Regions from separate parts of the Sus scrofa genome. Here regions 2 and 3 are each linked to region 1. Evidence: chromatin contacts called from public Hi-C data. All regions are on one chromosome and are shown on one strand. The core of a region is the stretch at or near the end of the contact, and the rest is flanking DNA. Distances in the headings are between cores, read along the strand shown. Region 1 has its middle 67 kb from the start of UGP2. Region 2 has its middle 6.0 kb from the start of MDH1. Region 3 overlaps MDH1 (malate dehydrogenase 1, NAD (soluble)).

What was found. A called contact is a pair of places that touch in the nucleus more often than the background predicts.
Region 2: a contact with region 1 is called in a Hi-C map of liver, with 4 times the contacts expected there. The contact joins two enhancer-like sites. A contact is called at or near these places in 2 of 47 Hi-C or Micro-C datasets (liver and skeletal muscle).
Region 3: a contact with region 1 is called in a Hi-C map of liver, with 1.7 times the contacts expected there. The contact joins two enhancer-like sites. A contact is called at or near these places in 2 of 47 Hi-C or Micro-C datasets (liver and skeletal muscle).

Annotation. Positions count from the first base shown.
Region 1 is chr3:78,096,117-78,099,287 of Sscrofa11.1, forward strand. No RefSeq gene overlaps it. Among named protein-coding and RNA genes, the nearest start is that of UGP2, 67 kb to the left of the region's middle. Within about 2 kb of position 1,480, at least 10 of the 83 cell types and tissues checked have an H3K27ac peak or open chromatin away from gene starts, as enhancers often do. A contact at or near this core is called in liver, where this site is marked.
Region 2 is chr3:78,267,468-78,270,638 of Sscrofa11.1, forward strand. No RefSeq gene overlaps it. Among named protein-coding and RNA genes, the nearest start is that of MDH1, 6.0 kb to the left of the region's middle. Within about 2 kb of position 1,509, at least 75 of the 83 cell types and tissues checked have an H3K27ac peak or open chromatin away from gene starts, as enhancers often do. A contact at or near this core is called in liver, where this site is marked.
Region 3 is chr3:78,246,972-78,250,142 of Sscrofa11.1, forward strand. MDH1 (malate dehydrogenase 1, NAD (soluble)) reads right to left here. Exons shown (of 8, transcript NM_213874.1): 5 at 2,153-2,329; 6 at 1,577-1,690; 7 at 935-1,024; 8 at 258-383. The coding sequence ends at 258. Among named protein-coding and RNA genes, the nearest start is that of MDH1, 15 kb to the right of the region's middle. Within about 2 kb of position 1,715, at least 4 of the 83 cell types and tissues checked have an H3K27ac peak or open chromatin away from gene starts, as enhancers often do. A contact at or near this core is called in liver, where this site is marked.

The sequences.
Region 1 (3,171 bases), core at 230-2,729:
GAATCTACTTGCAGCTACTCTAGCACTATACCCCAAGGGAAAGTATGAGATGCTCTAGTGGAGGTACTTTTACTTTGGTTTTGATTGCAGATAGAATACATTACTTTTGCAAAGTTTGCAAAAGTATTTGACCATGTGAGCACATTGCTGGAGCCCTCCTAGACCTGTACGAGTGAAGTGTCCCAGTACTTAACCTTCATTAACATAATAGAAAATTTACTGCTGTCAGTAGAGAAAAACTGTAAAAAATACTTGTCCCATTTTTTTCCCCTGGGAGTAGGGAGGTGCATGAAATGATAGAGACAAGGATATAGGCCTCCATATTCTGTGATTTGTTCTTGCATCAACCCTAATATATGGGATACAGTGTCCCAGTGCCAACTGCTGGGTTCTTATATCATACCCAGATTGACCCATCTTTCCTATCACATCCCTCCTCTCTCCCACCTCTGCCCCATGCTCTTTGTTTTTCTTTTGTTAGTTTGTTTGTCTTTGTCTTTATTTGTCTGTGTGTGGTTGTGGTCTTGTATGATGATATTTATTTAGGGTCTGAGTGGCAGAATTACAGGCATACTTACAGACAGATGTATGTGATACCAAAGTCTGGCAATGTCAAGAGCAGATGGCAATATAGTTGGTTAAGCAAAGAAAGAAGTGAGATTTAAAAATGTGAGAGTAGCCAAAGCAAGTAAAACTTGTATGCACCTGTTTATAATTTTTGAAAATCTTTTGCAGGGTTGGTATACTAAAAAGTAATAACAAAAAGAAAGCAGGAGGAGTTCCTGTTGTGGCTCAGAGGGTTAAGAACCTGACTAGTATTCATGAGAATTCAGGTCTGATCCCTGGCCTCGCTCAGTGGGTTAAGGATCTGGCATTGCCACGAGCTGTGGCATAGGTAACAGATGTGGCTCAGTTTTGGTGTTGCTGTGGCTGTGCTGTGGGCTGGCAGATGCAGCTCCAATTTGACCCTAGCCTTGAACTTCCATATTCCACAGGTGCAGCCCTAAAAGAAAAAAAATAAATAAAAAGAAAGAGTATTTTTTTTTCCTTTCCTTCCTTCCTTCCTTTCTTTTTCAGTTGCACAACTAAACAACTGAACTGTGGTAGTTTATTTCTCTTGGTAAAAATAGAAATTTCTTTCAGATAATATTCATGCTGATTATAAATGACACAAGTGAATAAAATAGGGATGCTCTCTGTATTTAGCATTAGGAAGAAAGGAAGTCCTTCAGAGAGTTCTGGGAGAAACGCTGAAGATATACTCCAAGTTGTGGCTGCAAGCAGTTTTCACAGGCCTCCCACCACTGCTAAGTCTGTTAAGTTACAGAACCATATGTTTCTCTCAAGTATAGAAATATGAAGTTGGAAAGTTTACCAAGAAAAATTCTCCTGTCTCCCATGATATGTTTTGATCAGACTCCTTCTTGGAAAGTGCATTGACTAATGTCCTGCGAGTCATACCCGTCAATGACGTATTGCTCATTTTTGTTGTTTGTAATACTTGGCTGTACTGGAACATCATGGTCTGGAAAATACTACTTGTTTGTACATGTGCCTGGAAGAGCTGTGTAATTATTCTGGTTATAAAGTGTTGCAACATACGTCTGCAGACATGCTAGATGTCATGAATTCTATCTCAGGTTAAAAGAGAAAGAGCTAATGATATTGGCCCCCAAGTTTACTAATCAAATTGACTTAATATTTTGGTTCCATAGTCTAGTAATTACTTATATTTACTATCATTTTAACTAAAAGAAGTTGGATTGTGATTACTCCTCATGTTTACCTCCAGTTTTAGGAAATGTGCTCTGATGTATGCTTGTTATAAATAAATCTTTTAAAGAAGTCTGTTCTGGAAAAGCCAATGAAAATAAGTCATACACTTGATTCTTCACAGTTTCAGTGCCCTTAATTTGTAGATTTTTAAAGTAAGTAAAAATTACTTTGATCTAAGATAAAAACAAATCATCTCCAATCAACACATTTTTCATCTTTTTTGTCCAGTTACTTTACCACTAGGAATTGGTAGAAGAACTTCTCAGTCTGTTTTTCTTCTCTGCTTGCTTAAACACACTTTGTTTGTGGTATGAGAATCCAGGTGACCCTAGGCAAAATTACGAAGTAGCTAACATTTGTCTTGGATGCTGGCCTTTTCTTTCCTGAAGTCACCCTTACCCTTAGGGCCTCAATGCAAGCACTCTATTCTGAATTTTTCCTTTCAATTTCTAGTATCTCATACTGTAAGATCAGAGGTATCATATTTTCTTTGTCTGTTTAAATTTACCTGTTCTGTATTTATTTTCCTTAGGATCTGAGGATACACTAGTTCATGTAATTTTTTAAAAAGTCACAGCAGATGTACTCATAAGAAAGAGATAGAGTAATCATGGATCAAGGAATATCAGAATCTACTAGAAATGAAGCCCGTTTTTCATTTATATTGCCTTGATCACTCACTCATTTGACGTATCTATTGAGCACCTATACATTCCAGAAATTGTTCTAGGCACCTGAAATACATGGAGTACCAAAAGATAAAATTTCTTGTGCTTGTGGTGCTCACATTTGTACAGTATGAATCATGCTTTCTTATATTGTAATAACATCAGTGCATGCAATTTTGATTTTTTTCATACTATTTCCTCTGATCATACTTTATGTCTTGTCTGTATTACTTGATGAGACACAATTTAGTGTCTTAGATGTGGTCATTGAAGTGGCCAGTCAGTGATAGACTTGTTTCTCATTAAATTTGGAAACAAAGTGAGGGTCTGACAGGTTAAAGTTTACCATTTTCATATAGAAAAGAGGATGCAGATCAGGATCTAATGAGTCTGTACTCAACACAATTTGAAACCAGCAGTATCATGAGCAAATCCTAGCCATTAAAATTTCTTCAGGACTCCTAAAGCTTTGGATTAAAATGCCTATTTAGATGCCCTCTTTAAAACTGTATAAAGCCATCTTCCTAAAGACATAATGAAACTGAATTTTTTAATTCAAATATTCACTTTCTGCTTACTTGGTTATCACATAGAGAAACAAAATGAAATGAGAACATAAAATTTGAAGAAGGAATTTGTCTGTAGAGAACATATACCCTTTTAAAAAACATTAAGCTAAGCCAGATCAGTTTGATTAATCTTATTTTCAAAACATGAAGCTGTGCTA
Region 2 (3,171 bases), core at 259-2,758, 170 kb after region 1:
GAGACTAGATATGGAGATCTTGGTATCCAATCTTTAGGATAATATGGTTACATTGTGTAACATTTAAAAGTAGTGGTTCTAGAATTCCTAACATACAGATGAATAAAGAACATCCGCACTATTTATCTGGCTAGGGATGCCTTCACTGCAACGCGTCCTGGCATTATAAAAGGAGATCAAGGAGCAGGTTTTAAATAACATTTCGTGAAATTAGATATGGCGGAAACACTTCTCCCGAAAACGTAGACTGTAAGCCGAAGCACCTGGTGAGCTCTACCTCTGCAGTGAGGGCTTCTACAAAAGCCCTTAAAAACGCTGTGGGCTTAAGAGGAGAAAAAGAGGTTAGGTAACAACACCCCCTCCCATTTCAACCCTTATCATCCTTATCAAACCCCATTTCGTGGTTTGGAGAAAATCCGCAGCTTCGTATTTTGTACCCCAAAATGCAGCAGGACTGAGATCGCGCCTCTCCTAGGACAGCGATTCTCTAGTGTCTTTCTAAGAGCCCCAGCTGGAAATCAACCCCTTTCCAATTACTGGGTCACTGCGACAATCCCCAGAAGAGAAGTTGGAGCTTTCCACAGGGTGCGAGGGACAATGCCTTACACAGCTTTCCCCCAGTAATTGTTCAAGCAAGAGAAACACGACAAACGGGCGCGAAGGCCGGAGGTGGGCAGGACACAGGGGCCCACACTCACCATGATTGGTAACTGCGCGCGCACTTCCAGCACCTGCAACGTGAGCTTCAGGCAGTCGGGTCACCTCTATCGCGGAACCGGCTCAGAAAGGGCGAGTAGTGTTGGAAAGTAAAGGCGCAGCTCCCCACCGCGGAGCCCTCTGGGAACTGTAGTTTACGATGCCCGGATCCGGGCGCAATATCCAACGTTGTTCCTTCAAGTGTTGAACTACACTTCCCGCGGCTAGAGGGTCTTCTCACTCCCTTTTGCCTGCGCTCTTCGCAGATTGCAAAGTAGTCCCCGAGGGCGAGCCTCTGTGATTGGAGGAGGCGATGAGCGGATGATTTAGGCTTGGGGGAAAGGACCTGCCGGATGGCGCCCGGCAATTGGCGGGAGGAGAAGCGCATGTTAACCGAGGGAGGAGAGACAGAGTCCCCCAACTACTGGTGCGCTACCGAGACTTTATCCTCCCCAAAGGGTAAACGTGGGAGGTAAGGAGACCTTCCGCTGCGTAAAGCCAGCTCGACCCGGAAGCAAAATCTTTTTAAAATTTGACATTATGTAGGGGCGGGAGAAATTGACGCGTGGGGAAATCAGGCTGGCTTCTCGGTTGCTAAGCGACGAGGTGGGAGAGCGCGCGCTCTTACCCGCAGCTACCGAGTAGTTGGGAAAACCGTGCAGCCTCAGCTCCAAGACTGAGAGGACGGAACGAGCGCACCGCATCCTCCAGGGCCCCTTCTCTTTAGCCGGGAGACCCTCGCCTTGTAGTGTCCGGTGACGTGTGAAGTTTGCGGGAACGCCCCCAAGAGGCGGCCAAAAGCCACGCGTCCTCCACACTCCGTAGGCAGGTGATTCCCGGCCTGGAAGCTAGTGGTCTGTTCGTTCACTTTTGAGTCCTGAGTACGGTTGTGCGTTGCCTTTTTCAACCTGGGTCCTGATCTTCTGAGCTGGTGTGCGCGAGCTCGCCGGTTCCTCTCTCGGCCTAGAGTGTTAGTGTAACAGCGTAGTGCCATGAAATTCGCGCCATTTGCAGCTGTAAGATGCAGCTCTTTTTTAATTTTGTATAATTTTTTAATAGTTATTTCCACAATACAATTTTTTTTCCTACTGTGCAGCATGGTGACCCAGTTACACATAACATATACACATTCTATTTTCGCACATTATCATGCTCCTTCATAAGTGACTAGACAATGTTCCCAGTGCTACTACACAGCAGGATCTCATTGCTAATCCATTCCAAAGGCAATAAGTTTGCATCCATTAACCCCAAGCTTCCCAACCACCCGACTCCCTCCCCCTCGGCAACCACAAGCCTGTTCTCCATGTCAATGATTTTCTTTTCTGTGCAAGGGTTCATTTGTGCCGTTTATTAGATTCCAGATATAAGTGATATGTGGTATTTGTCTTTCTCTTTCTGACTTACTTCACTCAGGATGAGAGTCTCTAGTTCCATCCATGTTGCTGCAGATGGCATTATTTTGTTCTTTTTTATGGCTGACTAGTATTCCATTGTGTATATATACCACATCTTCCTAATCCAATCGTTTGTTGATGGACATTTGTGTTGTTTCCATGTCTTGGCTATTGTGAATAGAGCTGTGATGAACATGTGGGTGCATGTGTCTTTTTTAAGGAAAGTTTTGTCCAGATATATGCCCAAGAGTGGGATGATGCAGCTCTTTTTAAGTGAAGAATACTGAGTTCCAGCTTCGTGGGAAGTGAAGCCCCTTCATTCCTGGAATTTACAGTATAACTTTTTCTCTGTGTCCTCTGAATGCTGACCCTTTTGTCCGTTCTTTTTTGGAAACTGGATGCTCTTTAAATTATACCAAACCAGCATTTCTAAGGAAAGTGTGGCAGCTGAATGAGAGACACTGGTTGTTTCAGGCAGAGTCTCAGCTGGTAAAATAACGAGGTTTTCATTTAAAATTAATACTGCTCAAGAAAATTGTTGTGTTCTTTGAAACCTTACTTCATGTGGCTCTGCAAAGGAACATCTGATGGTCTGGAATAACACATGTGTAATACAATATCTCTAGTAAATAACATTGGTGTAACTTCTGATTTTTCTCATTGGTAATTGAATGCCAGCTGATATCTTTCAGTTTTTCTCTCTTCCATTTTGGAAGATTTACCATTATGTAAAAGAAGCATAACCTTACTTTCCAACTTGATCTGTCTATAGCATTTATCATAGCTGAGTGACTCTACTCCTTGAATAACTGTTTGCTTGCCTCTCAGACAACACACTTTCCTCTATGTCACTGGTTGCCCCTTCTCAGTGTTCTTTGCAAGTTTTTTTTTTTTGCCTCTGACTCTTAAAGTTGAAGTGCCTTTATTCTTCTGTCTACACTTAATCCCAGAGTGATCTAATTCATGAGTTGCATGGTTTCAATGCCACTTCTATGTCAGAAAACTCCCAAGTTTTTGTCTAGTCCTGAATTCCAGACTCCTATGTCTAACTTTCTCGTTATTTCCACTTGAGTTTCTA
Region 3 (3,171 bases), core at 465-2,964, 150 kb after region 1:
GCATAGATATAAAATATTATCTAGAAATTAAAGTCTGAGTCATCTTCATTTGGATATATATTTATTTTAGAATGTGGCACTAACAGCATGATGATAAACTGTCACAAATTTGTACCAAGAAGCACACAATCTTTAAAGTGTGTTATTTTTCACTAGTAATTTAAGGATAGCATTATTATTATTTGGTACTAGGGTCAAAAAGGACATTTAGATTTTTCAGCTTTGGGGCATTTAGTAACATTGAAATGATTGTTTAATCAGGCAGAGGAAAGAAATTCAAATGCAGTTTCTTTTTCTTCTGCTAGTTCCTTTGCAGTGAGGTCCATCTTCTCACGAGAGAAATCATTAATAGGGAGACCTTCAACAATTTTCCAGGTCTTATCCTGTTTGAAAATAATTACAGATGAGAGATTTATAATTAAACTAGAATTGATATTCCAGCAAGCAACAACTTAGTTTGAACTTAATCCAGAAGTATGTTTTAAAATCTGATTCTAAAGATGCAAATCAAAATCCAGATCTTAACAGATATTTCCAATAAAAACTCAACATTTGAATTTGAAATTCATTGAATCTAGAAAAAAATCTTTAAATGAGGCTTTACTTAGCAAACATAAAAAACTACTGACTTCAGTAAAGATACAATACAGAGCAACCATGAGAACCACTGCTTCATTTCAAAGTAAGCGAATACTTGTTGGTGTCCAGTATTAGAGTCATAATAACAACATATATCTAGTCAGAAGAGTTGAAAGTTGCTTTCCAGATTAATTTCAATATTTTAGTGACCTGAAGTTATGATTCACATGATTTTAAAACTGAGGAAAATATCTAATAAAGGAACAACCTTCTAGACTAAATCATACCATTATTCATAAAAATACACAATTACTTTCCCCACAGGGACGGAGGAAAATAACCTCAAATACCTCACCTTGATTGTAACAGGGAATGAGTAGAGCAGATCATCAGGAACACCATAGGAGTTGCCATCAGAGATAATGCCCATGGACACAAACTCTCCCTAAAAATAATTACAAGCAATGTTTTACATTCTCATGGCTAAGGGATTAGTTTACATAACCAACTGACAGATGAACTAACAAAAGTAAACCAGATGACAGGTTCTTAATATGTGCATAATAACTTCATTGCTGTAATAAGGAACCATCACCAGGCACTTACACACAGGGCAACTTTCATGGTTATTATCTCATTCTACTCTTCTGATCTATGTGTGAAGCAGGCCAGAGAAATATAACCCTCATCTTATAAACAGAGGAGCTATGGCCCAATAGAGGCTTTAAGAAAAATGTCCCCTCAACTGTGTGTACTGGGTGATTTCCACAAAACATCTCATTACCCTCAAAACCCTGTGAAGTAAATGCCATGTAAAAGATGATGAAACAGCTCAGAAAGGTTAAGCAACTTTTCCAAGGTTACTCGGCCAGCCAGCAACTGAGCTGGGATATGAACCTAACCTGCCTGACTGCAAGGCTATGTTTGTTTCTGTTTTTTACATTATGGAATCAGAAAACAAAAATAGAGTGGCCTGTGCAAATCACTGCGTCCTCACCTCTGGGGTTCCAAACCAGATGTCTCTGACATGGTCACAAATGGCTTTTGCCGCAGACATTGCACTGGACAGTTTTCGAGCCTTGATGACAGCAGCACCGCGCTGCTGCACAGTCTGGGTGGGGCAGGCAGAGAGAGAAGTATTACTCCTGGGGTGAAAGACTGCAAACCACAGCTTAATGTGTCCCCTCCGAGGTCAGGCAACTACCCTATGTCAGCCTTTTTAATCTATTTCAGTTGTAAACGCCAGTCCTCCTGAAAAGGAAAACTGCAAATCCTCAAAGAAAGTTTACCACACTTCATACAAAGAAATGGATCTCTGTAAGACAGCTGAATGACTGGAGGTGATTTAGTTTTTTCTCACTTTAACAATCAATCTTGATGGCTACACAACAGATCAGACTGAATTATGACTGGCTTAGTATGATCCCCAAAAGAAATATGCACTCATCAAAGGATGCTGTCCTTGAGTTTCCTCCCACCACCCTTAGAGAGACACCCAGGTCAGTAAGGTGGTGTGTGTCTCTTAAGAGTTCTTGATGTTTGGCTGTGAAGAGCGCTCCTGGATTTTTCTCACCGTGATGAACTCTCCCTTGAGCCAGCTGTCATCCTTCACAGCTTCATAAACACCAACTTCCTTTGCCTGCAGTTTCACCTTGGCATGGTTGACATCTGGATACTGAGTTGAGGAATGGTTTCCCCAGATGATGACATTCTTGACATCATCAGAAGTCACACCAAGTTTGAGAGCAATCTAGTTCAAGAGAAAACAAGTATATTCCAAAGATAAATTTTTTTAACTTCAAATTGTGACCTGTTTGACAAATTGCCTTAAGATAAAAAGCCTCTGAAACATTAAGAGAACACAAAGAGTTATACTGATTTGTAAAAAACAAACAAAAACAAAACCCCACAAAATTTTTTGCTTCACTTCCCCAAATGGTTTAATAGTGTAAACAAAATCTGAGCCTGAAACACTACAGGAAATAACATTTAAGAGTAGAGAGCACCTTACAGTTTGTAATAACTTCTTTGTACATTGGGTTTATCAAATATAAAACCCCAAGAAAGAGGTTAATATTGCTTGAATATGTCAATGTGACTTTGCTTTATTGTTGATATTTGGAGATGTCTCCTCAGCATTTCTGAGCAATCAGATATTTAGATAATTTCTCCTTATTTAGGTGAGGCTTTTAATCTATCTGTATATAAAAATAAATAATTTTCAAATTATACTAAATATGAAATTTTTGAGTTGTAAAGGACTCAGATACCAAAGAATGGCTGTTCTCATTTTAAAAATTAGAAAACTGAAGATTCAAATATAACATGCATATGATACTAAAATTATAACAGAAGTAACAACCTCTAGTGGTAGGTTCAGAAAGCACTTTAGGATCCTGTATGGCTGGTAGTCACATGAACATCAATTATGTTATGTAGTACAGTAGTCACAGAAAGAGCTAGAAAGTTTATGTTTTGAAAATATAAATAAAATGAAATCGGCTTATTTTAGTATTCGTTTGATAAGGTAATGGGCAGAAAAGAAAACATGGTTAGTTGTATGTATATAGGCACAACTCCTCTTTTTGTGCT